2 separate regions of the Aedes albopictus genome follow, and region 2 is linked to region 1. Evidence: chromatin contacts called from public Hi-C data. All regions are on one chromosome and are shown on one strand. The core of a region is the stretch at or near the end of the contact, and the rest is flanking DNA. Distances in the headings are between cores, read along the strand shown. Region 1 holds the start of LOC109431456 (ataxin-1). Region 2 holds the start of LOC109427663 (pyridoxal-dependent decarboxylase domain-containing protein 1).

Region 1 (5,967 bases), core at 1,208-3,707:
CTTTATCTGGTATCTCAGCAAAAAGTGACGATTGTTAACTGATTCTCAGCAAAACGATTGCCGACTATCAGCAATGAACTGTCAAAATTGCCGAGATCCCGGCAAAATGATTGTTTGCTGATTGCTCGGCTGTGCGAATCTCGGCAAAAGTTTGAAAAATTCTGATATCCCGACAATCTGAATTAAGTGTGTAGTTTTCGTTGAGCTGAGAAGCAGGCTTTGTTCCAGTAGGGCCGTTACACCAAGAAGGATAATGTAAATATATACCACCTACAATATCATTTCATCATGGTTACAGTTTTTTGGTTAAATATTTGATCAAACCAAACTTATTTATCTACTTATGAATGTCTAAAATTTTCGTAACGGGACACCATGTCTACGTACCCATTGTAACGCCTAAGATAAAGCGTCGATCAAGGTAACCCATGTGTTGGAAGAAAGGTCTCCACGAGTACTAAGAGAATCCTGGAAATCATTTTTCTAAAGTTCGTAATAAATTCGTTATTACAACAAATGTGCTATTTTCGTAACGGGACACCATTAAATTGCGGCTATTGCAAAAAGTGCTTAAAACATATCTAAACCCATTTTTATGAAAAGTTGCCTTTGGGTGTATAAAATATACATTATTATACTACATTTACAAAAAATAGGTATAATGTTTTTGAACTTTCATATGCAAGCAGGCATATTTGAAACTTATCAATGAAAAATTTCATTTTTCTTACATAAAATGCTATTACTTCACCTAACTATTTAAATAAGTTACTGATGAAATTTTAAGTAAAACAAATGGTTTTCCTAAGATTGAATCTACCCTCTTTCATATGCTGGAAAGCTTGGGGCAAAACAATCACTTTGAAATTTCACACCCTTGGCGTAGAAGTGCGTGGAATGTGTCAAATCCTTTGAACGCGCACTCCCACTCTCACTTTGACGTGGTACTATGGCAGCGCGGTAAGCCTTGACCTTCGTTTAATCAGCTGTCGCCCGTATCGTCTCGGAACTAGAGAGATGGTGCCGCTTGCATAGGAGTAACTATATCCTATAGATTAATCAGGACTGACCTGTAGATCAGTCGTAACCACAAGGTGGTCTCAGGGCTCGGAAATCGGCTACGAAGGTCATGCCGCCGGTGCCCTACAGATGCATGCGGTAGAACTCGACCCTTCAATCAAACAGTTGGCCGCGCGAAAAACTCCCTGGTATGCTGTCGTTGTGGCCTGGCTATGTCGTTGGCAGCCTACTAGGTCGGATCTGAACTCATGGTATGGTATAGGGACTGGGCAAGGCCCAGGGTAGTGCATCCGCCTCCGTTCATAATGTTCCACGTTTTGTCGGGTTTCATGCTGCAGCATAATCGGCTACATCTCAAGATACACGTCATCGAGCTCACCCTCGTCCGGTAACATTGCCTCGAGATTTTGTGCATATGATCATGTTTCCGATCAATCCCAGCCATATCTCATTGCACTACAACGCTACCAATTCTATTCCAAATCATCTTAATATTTTCAGGTCAAAGACTGGATCGCATACGAAAAAACCAGAGACAAAAACGTGATTGACATGTCCCACTGGGAGCTGATCGATTTGGGCACCGATGTGCCCAATAACTTCTCGTGCTACAAAATTCTGTGCGACACGGAAAACACGATTGCTATTTCGTTCCTGAAACAGTTTACCACCAGCCAGGAGGAAACCCTTCGCATCTGCAACGAGGTGATCCACAGTGCCCTGCAGGAGTGTCTTCTGACCAAATCACGGGAACATCTATTCCAGCTGATCATCACAAACCACGTGGGGCACATTGCCACCCTGAACGAGTACACTCTGGACAATTCCAAATCGATTCGCGTGGAGAAGCATTACGGCTCACTGGCCATGATGCGGGTGTTGCATTGGTCGGAGTATTTGGACGCCGGTAAAAACTGCGAACAGCACAATATGGAAATGCGGCTGGATTTGGTCTCGGTGGCTAGGAAGGAGAACAACTTCAGGCTGTGTCAGTATGAGCTGGATATTTTCTACAGAGATTCCAACCTGGCAAGGGAGTTGGGTTTGGTAAAACAGCTAAATGTGGACAAAGCTCAGCAGCACTTGATGGGCGAGAAGGTGGGCTGTGAGGTTTGGGACGCAAGTTTGAGTAGGGCTGTGTATGAACAGTGCAAGTGGATCTACTGTCAACCAGGAAGAAAACAGGAAGCAATTCAGTTCGCGTCCCAAGCGGCTCGGCAGATTTCCGAACACTTGGATGTTCTGGAGGAAAATGCTACAGACGAACTTCGCGAAAGAAAATCTCGCTTTTTACTTACCTTGGCAGATTGGGTACAGAGTGAGGATGCAAAGCTTCTTCAACATGATTCGAGCACGGCTTTGAACGTGTTAATCGCATCCCTGCCGGAAGTGAGACCGACCATCGACGGTCGCATGTTGTCCATCTTCTCTTGCTTGGACATTGTCGTGGGAAAAATTCTACAGGCAAGCACTCAGTCCTGTCCGGAACTGGCCAAAGCTTGGTGCCAGTTTGCTTCCTGGTGCTATCGCTGGGGAAAGAAGATGGTCGAGTTCAACACGGAGGCCAACACAGCTCATAATGTTAACCTGGAGGAAATAAATAAAATCTTACCATCCAATCTGTCAGAAGAAGTTCAGAAATCGATTCTGGTCATCCTCAACCAACACGAGGTGATTTCCGAAGAGGAAGAATTTGGCTTGAACGAAACGAGCTCCACGGATCTCCTGGAGTCGCTGAAGGCAACCGTGCCCGAATTGCAGAACTGTCCTCCGGAGAAGCTTCAGTCGATTGTGGAGATTTGGCGTCAAACTCACAAAACGGTATACGGGTACTACGAGGCGGCTGCTTCGGCTTACTTCCGCTTCCTGGAACTGTCCTCTTCGCTTGAGATGGAAAACGAAAATGGCAATTCGTCGACTGTCACTGCAACGCTCCGTCTACTGCGATTGATCGTGAAACATGCCCTTGGACTAAAAGAAGTTCTAGAACGTGGTCTAGCCAGCACGCCTACTAAGCCATGGCGAGTTATAACTCCACAGCTATTCTCAAGGCTGAATCATCACGAACCTTATGTGAGGAAGCGGGTTTCGGAACTGCTGTGTCGAGTGGCCAAGGATGCACCACAGTTGATTATCTTCCCAGCGGTTGTGGGCTCTGTTCAGGAGAAGAAAGTCGACATAAATGAGCTGAGCGGAGAAAACACCGCGGAATGTGCGCCGAAAGATTCCGGAGATGAAACGTTAGGACTCGTGTATTGCTTCAACGCTCTGTTGGACATTTTGTCCAGGGATGCACCGGAAACCGTTCAACAGGTCAAGGTTTTGGTTCACGAATTGAGACGGATTTCACTTTTGTGGGACGAGTTTTGGGTTATATCGATGCAACAAATCTACTCCGAGTACAACAAAAGTTTCATCAATTTCGAAAATGAACTCACCAAGGTAACGGAAAATGGACAGTTGGACAAGAAACGGGATCTTCTCATAGAGAAGCATAAGCTGTTGCACCGACCTTTGGTATTCGTTCTGGAGCAGCTGTACGAGATGACTTCTCGATCGCCCGAAACAATACACGAGCGTCATTTCCAGGATCGTTTCCTAAAGTACATCAGTTTGATGATCGAAAAACTGAAAGAGCCATTAGACTTCGCTAAGCCTATCCAGGGCTGGACGCAATTCAAGATCCTGTTCGGACAAATGCAACAAAGAGGTCAAAAGCGAACTGCCTTCTCGTTGCGCCTATCTGAAATCAGCCCTGTCCTGGCCAAACTCTCCAACACGGCCATATCCATGCCTGGCATCGAGAGCACCCAAATGCAGCAAATCCTCATCCGCTCCGTGGACAATCTCGTTCAGATCCTTCCAACCAAAACCAAACCGAAAAAGCTCATGTTCTACGGCAACGATGGACGCCGTTACAGTTACCTCTTCAAAGGCCTTGAGGATCTTCATCTGGACGAACGTATCATGCAGTTCCTGTCGATTGCGAACCTCATGATGAAAAAGTCGATCGATTGCAACGGAAACATCACCTACTACCGGGCGGAACATTACTCTGTGATTCCGCTGGGGCCGCGGTCCGGCCTGATCAACTGGGTGGACAACACGGTTCCGATTTTCTCGCTGTACAAAAAGTGGCAACAACGGGAAGCACTGCAGAAAAAGGACAAACCGGGTGTGGTGAATCGACCCTCGGAGCTGTATTATCAGTAAGTATATTACTATGTTCTACAGTTTGGAATACATTATGCATTACAATCATCTCATTTCTAATTCTTTCCAACATCCATCTCCTTCAGGAAACTAACCCCCCTGCTGCAACAGCACGGCATGAAGACCAGCGACAACCGCAAGGATTGGCCCGTGCAAGCGTTGAAACAAGTGCTCAAAGAACTGCAGGAAGAAACGCCTCGCGATTTGCTCGCCAAAGAATTGTGGTGTCACAGTACGACGGCTGCCACCTGGCGGCAAGTGATTCGTAACTATTCGCTCTCGATGGCGGTAATGAGTGTCATCGGTTATATCATAGGCCTGGGGGATCGCCATTTGGACAATGTGCTGGTGAAGTTGGCGTCCGGTGAAATTGTGCATATCGATTACAATGTGTGCTTCGAGAAAGGAAAAACTCTACGGGTTCCGGAGAAGGTGCCCTTCCGGATGACACCGAATCTGGAGGAAGCGCTGGGAGTCACCGGAATTGAGGTAAGTGAATGTTTTTTTCTCCTTCCATGCTTTGATCAAAGTTTTTTCGGATTTATTTTTTAATTGACAATTTCTACCCCTTTTATTGTGCTTTTTTTGCTTGAATTCGTATCAAAAGGCATTAAGGGGTAGTGGGGTTGAGACAAACAGTTCTTTTTAGCTGTGTTCAGTTCAAAACTGCCCTTAAAACAGATTTACGTAGGTATGGCGGTTTTTAACCCGGGAGCGGTCGCATCGTGTACTGAGTACACGCACCATGAAAAATGCACGCATGTGGTACACAGCGTGAGCGCGGTGCCGTTGCAGATAGTCAAAAACGCGACCGCTCGAGGGTTAAGAGCCATGGATCACAAATTCAATAAACTTGAACGAATTTCGTCTTTTGAAAAATTGTTAACAAGATTGAGGACTATCCGATGGTATATACTGACTGATCGTAGTTTTTCAGCTAGTTTTAAGAACATCAAAATGCGACTTCCTAATATACTAATTAATTTTGGATGTATCCGATATATTCATCTGTTTTAAACATATACCTAGGGTAAAAGCACTAGTCTTTGCCCATAATTCTTTGTTCATTCTTTCCTAATTAATTTATTAATTATCGATTTGTGCGGTCCGTGGAAAAGATAACCTCAGAATTTCGAGCTGATCTTCAATTCAGGTTAGTCACTACATCTTCGAGTCTTCTCGTGATGTAGTTGGCAACGCGCCTGTCAGTAAGTAGGAGTCGTGAGTTCGAGTCTCACCGAAAGGACGAGTAACTTTTTCGCAAATTCCATTGCGATGTCCACTTCTCACTAACGCCAGTATTTGTAAAGCCTAGCTTTTGGCATTCCTTCCTCCCTATGTTTTTAGGAAGGTCTTGGTAGATATCAATTATTCATTGTAGTTAAATTCATGATGGTCACTCAGCCGTATTCACTTACAGAATTCATAAATACTTCATCGATTTGCTGCTTTAAACAATGGGTTGTCATTCCACTGTAAACCTCTTATTCCAATAAGTTTTGGCCCACCGATCGTGGAAAGTGCGTGAGTTTCGTCGTCGCGAATTGTTGTGTAAGCATTAGTTGGTTCAGGAAAATCGTGTTCGATCGTGTCGTAAATTTAAGGCTCCATTGAGAATGGCAAATATCCCAGAACTAAAAAAGCACTTTTTCCCAAATTATCAACAAATCAGAGAAAATAAGAATTTCCGATTGTTTATTTAGTCAATTATGAGAATCGGACACGCGGGTTTTG
Region 2 (6,612 bases), core at 2,945-5,444, 150 kb before region 1:
GATTTGCTTTTGCTGACATTTGCATGTGGTATCTGGCGATAGAAAAAATGGGTGGAATGGAATACAATAAATCCAAATCGAGACTAAATCGACTTCTTACTTGTAAATGTTTTCTGTGCTCTCAACGACGCCTTGTGTCAGGTTCAGACTTCTTCCTTTGACCCCGCTTTCCTTTGCCGGAGGAGACCACCAATTCACAACTCGACCGACCAGCGGAACTTGTCGCAAGATTCCATCCTGCCACAGTTTCTCTTCCGCTTCACGCTGTAGATCGGTTTCGGCAGCCTCGATGCCCTTTTTCAAGATCTCCGTCATGGTGTCGAGAATCTTGGAATTTTCCTGTATCTTGAGACCGGTTTGGATTACCAGGTCCAGTAGTTCTTCCACGTCGGTCTCGTTGGTGACCATTCCGAACCTGAAAACGTAATCGTTGAAGGTAATCAGTTTAACAATAGAACTTCATAGTTCCGAGATGGAATTGTGAAAATAGGAGTGCTCAAGGTGTGGACTATTCTTTCTATTCCGCAGAATCGTTACCCGTTCGGTGACTTAGTTGGTTACAGCGTCGGTCTAGCGAAAACGAAGTCGTGGGTTCAAATCCCACCAGAACGCGATTTTTTCACTATTTCATCTCTCAATTTGCCAATTATTCAACGACTGTGTCTTCTAAGTTTCATGTTTTTCTCAGTGAGCATGATACTTACCTCACACAAATGAGACCATCGCTACCCTCTCCGAGGGAAAATGCACCGTCATGAGCTTTCAGCATGTCCACCAGCGCCGTGTTCAACCGATTGAGTTCGGTTTTGGCCTGATCGGTCAGCAAGGTTTCCCATCCCTCCGGAACGTAATGTACACTGCCGAGACCAGCCCAATCGTTCAGTTCGATAAGCCGAAGCACCGGGATCTCCTCTACCAGTTTGTTGAATCGACTCTTGTGCTTCACCGTGGCCATCAGAATTTCAATCTGTGCCTCGACGAACTGGGCCACGTTTTCGATTACTTCGGTCAGAGGAAGTAGCTCTCCGTAGCCAGGGGCAAACGGTGAGTACCGAATGCACGTCCCATAAACTGGATGGTTAATGATTTCCAAGTTCAACTGTGAACAATCGCGCAACAAAATCTGACCAAGCCATCCATTCAATCGATCGTAATATGAGGCGTTGGATATTTTTTCAATCGATTTGCTCACAGGATCATTGAGAGCCACTTTCGCATCGGCTTCGTTCCGTTGGGGATCATCGGAGTTGATAGCACCACCGTGAGGAGTAGAAGACGAAGTTTCATCAACGTGGGTTTCGTTGTTCTGCCCGCTGCTTCCATCGAACTGAAAAACCACAACAGGGACGGCTGTCTCAAATAAGATCTGTAAAATGTAGAAATTGCCCTAAGTATTATGATGAATGTTCCATAAATTTGAATATTTATAGTTAGACGTACAGTATAGTTTACAGGATTGCTGAGCAACGCACGGAAGGATTTTCCTGCTTCCTGTCGGGGTGCCTTACTCTGTGAAACAGACAAAATAATAGTAAGTAAATCATTTCAAGATCTGTAGTAGCTTTGGTATTTTCCTAACGAAAGGGTTTTGGGTTTTCGGAGGAATGTGGTTGGATCGTAAATGCCTAACTCTTACTTACCAAAATTCGAATCCCCTCGATTCGGCTCAGTACCTCGTGAATGTGTCGACACGAGTCGAATGCCATGAAGATGCGTTCACTAATCGAATCGGCACCCATTGTTTGCATGATCGTCCACAGCCCAATGGCCGTTATCCGGTTGGAAAGGATGGGATCCACATCGAACAGCGTAAGAACTTGCACCGGAACTTGCCGATGCATAATCACGCAGGGAACACCGGTAATTCCCAGCCAGTTGACAAGGTTCAGTGTCATCGAATCGGGTATCGCTTTTATCTGAAAAGGGAAAAAGTTCTATGTTTGTAATAAGTTTCTTGTAGTTGGGGCTGTTGAAAGATGAATTTAAAAGCTAATTGCTACACTACAAGCGTGATTTTTACATAGCGGGTGTACTCAGCATATCACGCGACTGCTGCCGGTTTAAGGGAGTTCAAATTCGATGGGAAGTGTAAGAAACTACTGGATTCTGGAAAGATTCTTTCCAGAATACTGAAAGGATTCTTTCCAGAATACTGAAAGGATTCTCTCCAGAATATTGGAAGAATGCTATCTAGAACACTGACAGGAATCTCCCCAGAATACTAAAAGGATTCTCTCCATAATACTGAAAGTATGCTTTCCAGAATCCTGGAAGGATTCTCTCCAGAATCCTGGAAGGATTCTCTCCAGAATCCTGGCAGGGTTCTCTCCAGAATTCTGGGAGGGTTCTCTTCAGAATCCTGGAAGGATTCTCTCCAGAATGCTAGAGGGATGCACTTCAGAATCCTGGAGGCATTCTCTCTAGAATCATGAAGGGGTTCTCTCCATAATCCTGGAGGGATTCTCTCCGGAATACATACTGGAGGGATTCTCTCCAGAATCCTGGAGAGATTCTCTCCAGAATCATGAAGAGATTCTCTCTAGAATTGTGGAAAGATTCTCTCCAGAATCGTGGAAAGATTCTCTCCAAAATCGTGGAAGGATTCTCTCTAATATCCTGGAAGAATCCTGCAAAGGGTTCTCTCTAAATTCGTGAAACAATTATTTCAGATTCTTTGAAGGTTTCTCTCCAGAATCTTAGAAGGGATCTATCTAGAATCCAGTAAAGGTTCTCTCCAGAATATCCTGAGAGGATTTTCTCTAAAATCTTTGGAGAATTTTCTCCAAAATTAACGGAAGATTGTTAGTTCTAATAGGTTTCTATAGAGAATATTAGGAGAAAATTATTTCTAGAACCCTAGGAAGATTATCTGCAGATTATCTCCAGAACTCTATAAGTATTCTTTTCAGAAACCTGGGAGAATTCTCTCCAGAATCCTGAATGAACACTCTCCAGAATCCAGGAAGAATTATCTCCACAATCCTGAGAAGATTCTCTCCAAATTTGCAAATGACCCGCTATAAATACCACATACATAGATGAAAAAATCACAATCTTACCCCAGTCAGCGTTCCTTTGGTGACGGCCAGCGCAGCCAAACAGTGTCCCTGGCAGTGCAGCCACATGTTGTTCAAACTGCAGACCTGCCGAATCACCGTCAGGTTGTCCACCTCGCCGCAAATGGACGATCCCAGATCGGCCATCAAGAACAACGGAATCTTGCCAGCTTCAACGTCGGTGGCCAGCATTTTCTGCAGTTCGGAAGCATCCATCGTCCCGCGCACACCGAACAACGTATTACAAGGCACCACCCGGATATTTGCCGGAGGAAGCCCCACGTAACGGCACGTGTTCTGTAGGGCAAACAGCGAGCTGGTCTCCGAAAGGTAAAGCGTTGCATTCTGCAACTGAGCCAACCGGTTCTCCATCGATTCCGGAAAGCGAGTCGCTATGGCTAGCCTTACGGCGTGCAGAATACATTCCGCGCTGTCCCGATAGTAACCGGTGCTGCAATCCATGTACCGGAACATATGGCTCAGCCAGCGATTGGTATCGGACACAATTTTCGACACGATCCGACTCAGATACTGCCGGTCCAGCGCCGAAAGGTAAGCACCAATCGAATGACTAACCGATGCCAGTTGCGAGGAGTCATCCAGAGGAGGAAGCACAAAATCCGTCTCTTCGTCGATGTCCAGCTGGGATATAAGCGACTCCAGCGAAGTTAGCACTTCCGCCGTTGGTTTCTTATCCGGCTGTAGAAATCCGGGACTCACCGGCAGCTGCGGGAACATCGCATTTTGCTGGTGCTGCTCCAGGGCCACTTTGACGTACTCCAAACGGTTCAGCACCTGCGATGCCTGGGTTTCCAATTCGGCCAGGCTGGATCGAACCTACATTCGGACGAAAAGAAGACAATCCTCCAGAAAGCAAGAAAAAAAAATCGATGACATTTGCAACTTACGTTCGACGCTGGTATTTCGTCCAATTGCGGTTCTCTCATCGTGCTCAGTCCCAACGGCGCACCGGATTCACTTGGCGTCTCGGCCATTCTTCTAATTAAAGGAAAATTTGTGCTTCGAAAGAGGAAAATTTAGCACTTTTCACGCCCCAGAAAATATCACTCGTCAGAAAACACCGAGCAGTCAGCAGAATTTTGCCGTTTGTTATGTGGCAATCTGACACATCACTCGCACTCAACCTTTTCGACGATAGAGTTCTGCGCCAATGGGTAGACTATAACGTTTGACGGCGGTGTATTCGACACAGTTTGAAATAATTGACAAAACATGAGTGCAACTTGCAAACCAAAGTTATAGAATTGCATCGGTCTTTATACTTGCAGCTGGTTGTATTTTTTTTACGTAAAGTTGTGCGTAAAATTCAGAATCTAAAGAAAATTAAAGGCTGATGGCGGCGTTTTCGTCTCATTTTAGGTACCCGGCTCAAGTCTCTTCACATGGTCCCACTTAACACATGCATGCACACGTCGGTTTGTTTACCTATATAATGTAGGTGTGTTAGTGCACGGTGGCGTGACAGCTCTGGCGTCGTCGTCAACTCTGCGAAAGCTTTTCTTTTTGTTTTCAACGTTTTCAAAGGGGGTGGTAGGAGACGCACACTAGCGCAAAGCAGCTGTGTTTGACGTTTTACGGGAAAGCTCGCGGGCGACAGTGGGTGGTTGATCGATGGAAGCTTCGAAAGGGGTGGTAGCTTCTGATGGTCTGGCGCTTGTTCTGGCGGTTTGACTGCGTGAGCGTAAGTGGAAAATGAAAGGATACTGTGTCATGGAATACGCATTTGAGTTTTAAATTATGGAAGTAATTTTATTTTGTTTTTAGGTATTCATTCAATAATTTATTTATTAAGTATTACATATATCGTTATTTTATTACAATTAAGCTGAAGCAACAATTCCTCGCAACAAACCCTCGATTCGTGGCTACAGTCCTCCAACATCGGCTGCGTCCCACATTTGCACGATCATTCTGCCACCTGGTCCGCCCTTCTTGCACGATCCCCTCAGGTCTTCTTGTATCATTCGAATGTCTTGAGAAAACCAGCTTTGCAAAGTTGTTGTCCGACATTCTCACAACATGCCCTGCCCATCGTATCCTTTCAGCTTTTGCGTCCTTCCGGATGCTAGATTCGCCGTAGAATGCAGCGTATTCGTGGGTCATTCTTCGTCGCCACTCACCGTGCTCCTGCATACCGCCAAAGATGGTCCAAAGCACCCGCCGCTCAAACATTTCGAGTGCTTACATGTCCTCCTCAAGCATAGTCCTGGCCTCGTGCCCGTATAGAACGACCGGTCTTATCAGCGTCTTGTACATGGTACATTTGGTGCGAAAGTGAATTTTTTTTCGACCGCAGGTTCTAGTGGAGCCCGACTTCCCCTGATGATGCGCCTCCGTATTTCGCGGCTAACGTTGTTGTCTGCCGTTAATAAGGACCCGATGTAGAGGAAGTCCTCCACCACATCGAAAGTGTCCTGTCTATAGTTCTGCCACCGTTCCAAATGTTCTAGTAATAATGTCCATGTCATCCGCAAAACAGACAAATTGGCCGGATTTTGTGAAAATTGTGCCTCGACTGTTGAGCCCAGCTCGTCACATAACACCTTCCAGGGCGATGTTGAAGAGTAGGCATGAGAGACCATCATCTTTATCGTAGTCACCGGCGAGATTCGAACAAACTAGGCGGATCGCCCAAAACTCTTACACCACAACTTACGCAGCTTCTTACACCGTTCATCGTCGCTTTGATCAATCTAACTAGCTTCCAGGAGAAGCCGTTCTCATCCATGATATTCCATAGCTCTCTGCGGTCGGTACTGTCGTACACCAACTTGAAGTCGATGAACAGGTGGTGTGTTGAGACCTGGTATTCACGGCTTTTTTTTTGAGGATTTGCCATACGGTAAAGATTTATGGCGTGTTTATGGCGATGGAACAAATTTCCCAAATGGAGGAGAACGTGCCTCTGGAGCCGACATACTGATAGCTGATACGGTAAAGATTTAGTCCGTTATCAAGCGGCCGTTGCTCTGATGTTCTCGCACTCCAACTTGTCACCTTTCTTGGAGATGGGGAAAATGACACCTTCCTTCCCATCCCATCCCAACTTTTCCTGGTCCACCTTGATGACTTCAGCTCCGATACCATCCTTACCAGTTTCCTTAACTTCCTGACTCGGTTTTCTTAAATTCCCTCAACGTGGGTGTTTGTTCGTTGTTGTTCCCTGCTAAACTGACTTAGCACTTTCTCCCGTTGCCTTCGTCCTCCATGTCTGCGCTCTCCGCACCATTCAGATATTCGTCGTAGTGCAGCTTCCACCTTTCGATCACCTCACTATTATATCTAGGTATTCTAGTTTAGACGGTTCGGATTATATACCATTCAGAAGACCGAGATGCTTACGATGCACGCTTCAGCAAACAACTGACTTTATTATTTCTGATCGGCTATCTCTAAACGAGTAGTCGTAGGTCACTCATTTCATCACGCTAATAGTGGTCATCACAGTTCTTCCTCCTTAAGATTAAACCAATATACAATAAATTCAGGTCAAATTTAACATTTATGATAATTCACTTCGAAAGCTTAAATATAA

What was found. A called contact is a pair of places that touch in the nucleus more often than the background predicts.
Region 2: a Hi-C map of embryo shows a contact between it and region 1, with 3 times the contacts expected there. The contact joins the promoter of LOC109427663 here to the promoter of LOC109431456 in region 1.

What each region holds. Positions count from the first base shown.
Region 1 is chr1:162,764,201-162,770,167 of AalbF5, reverse strand. LOC109431456 (ataxin-1) reads right to left here and starts at 2,457. Exons shown (of 7, transcript XM_062845710.1): 1 at 2,319-2,457. LOC109427666 (serine/threonine-protein kinase Smg1) reads left to right here. Exons shown (of 9, transcript XM_062845706.1): 4 at 1,522-4,229; 5 at 4,320-4,722.
Region 2 is chr1:162,915,846-162,922,457 of AalbF5, reverse strand. LOC109427663 (pyridoxal-dependent decarboxylase domain-containing protein 1) reads right to left here and starts at 4,194. Exons shown (of 7, transcript XM_019703241.3): 1 at 3,965-4,194; 2 at 3,060-3,893; 3 at 1,641-1,916; 4 at 1,441-1,509; 5 at 705-1,366; 6 at 101-415; 7 at 1-32. The coding sequence starts at 4,051. LOC134285244 reads right to left here. Exons shown (of 2, transcript XM_062845716.1): 2 at 6,355-6,612.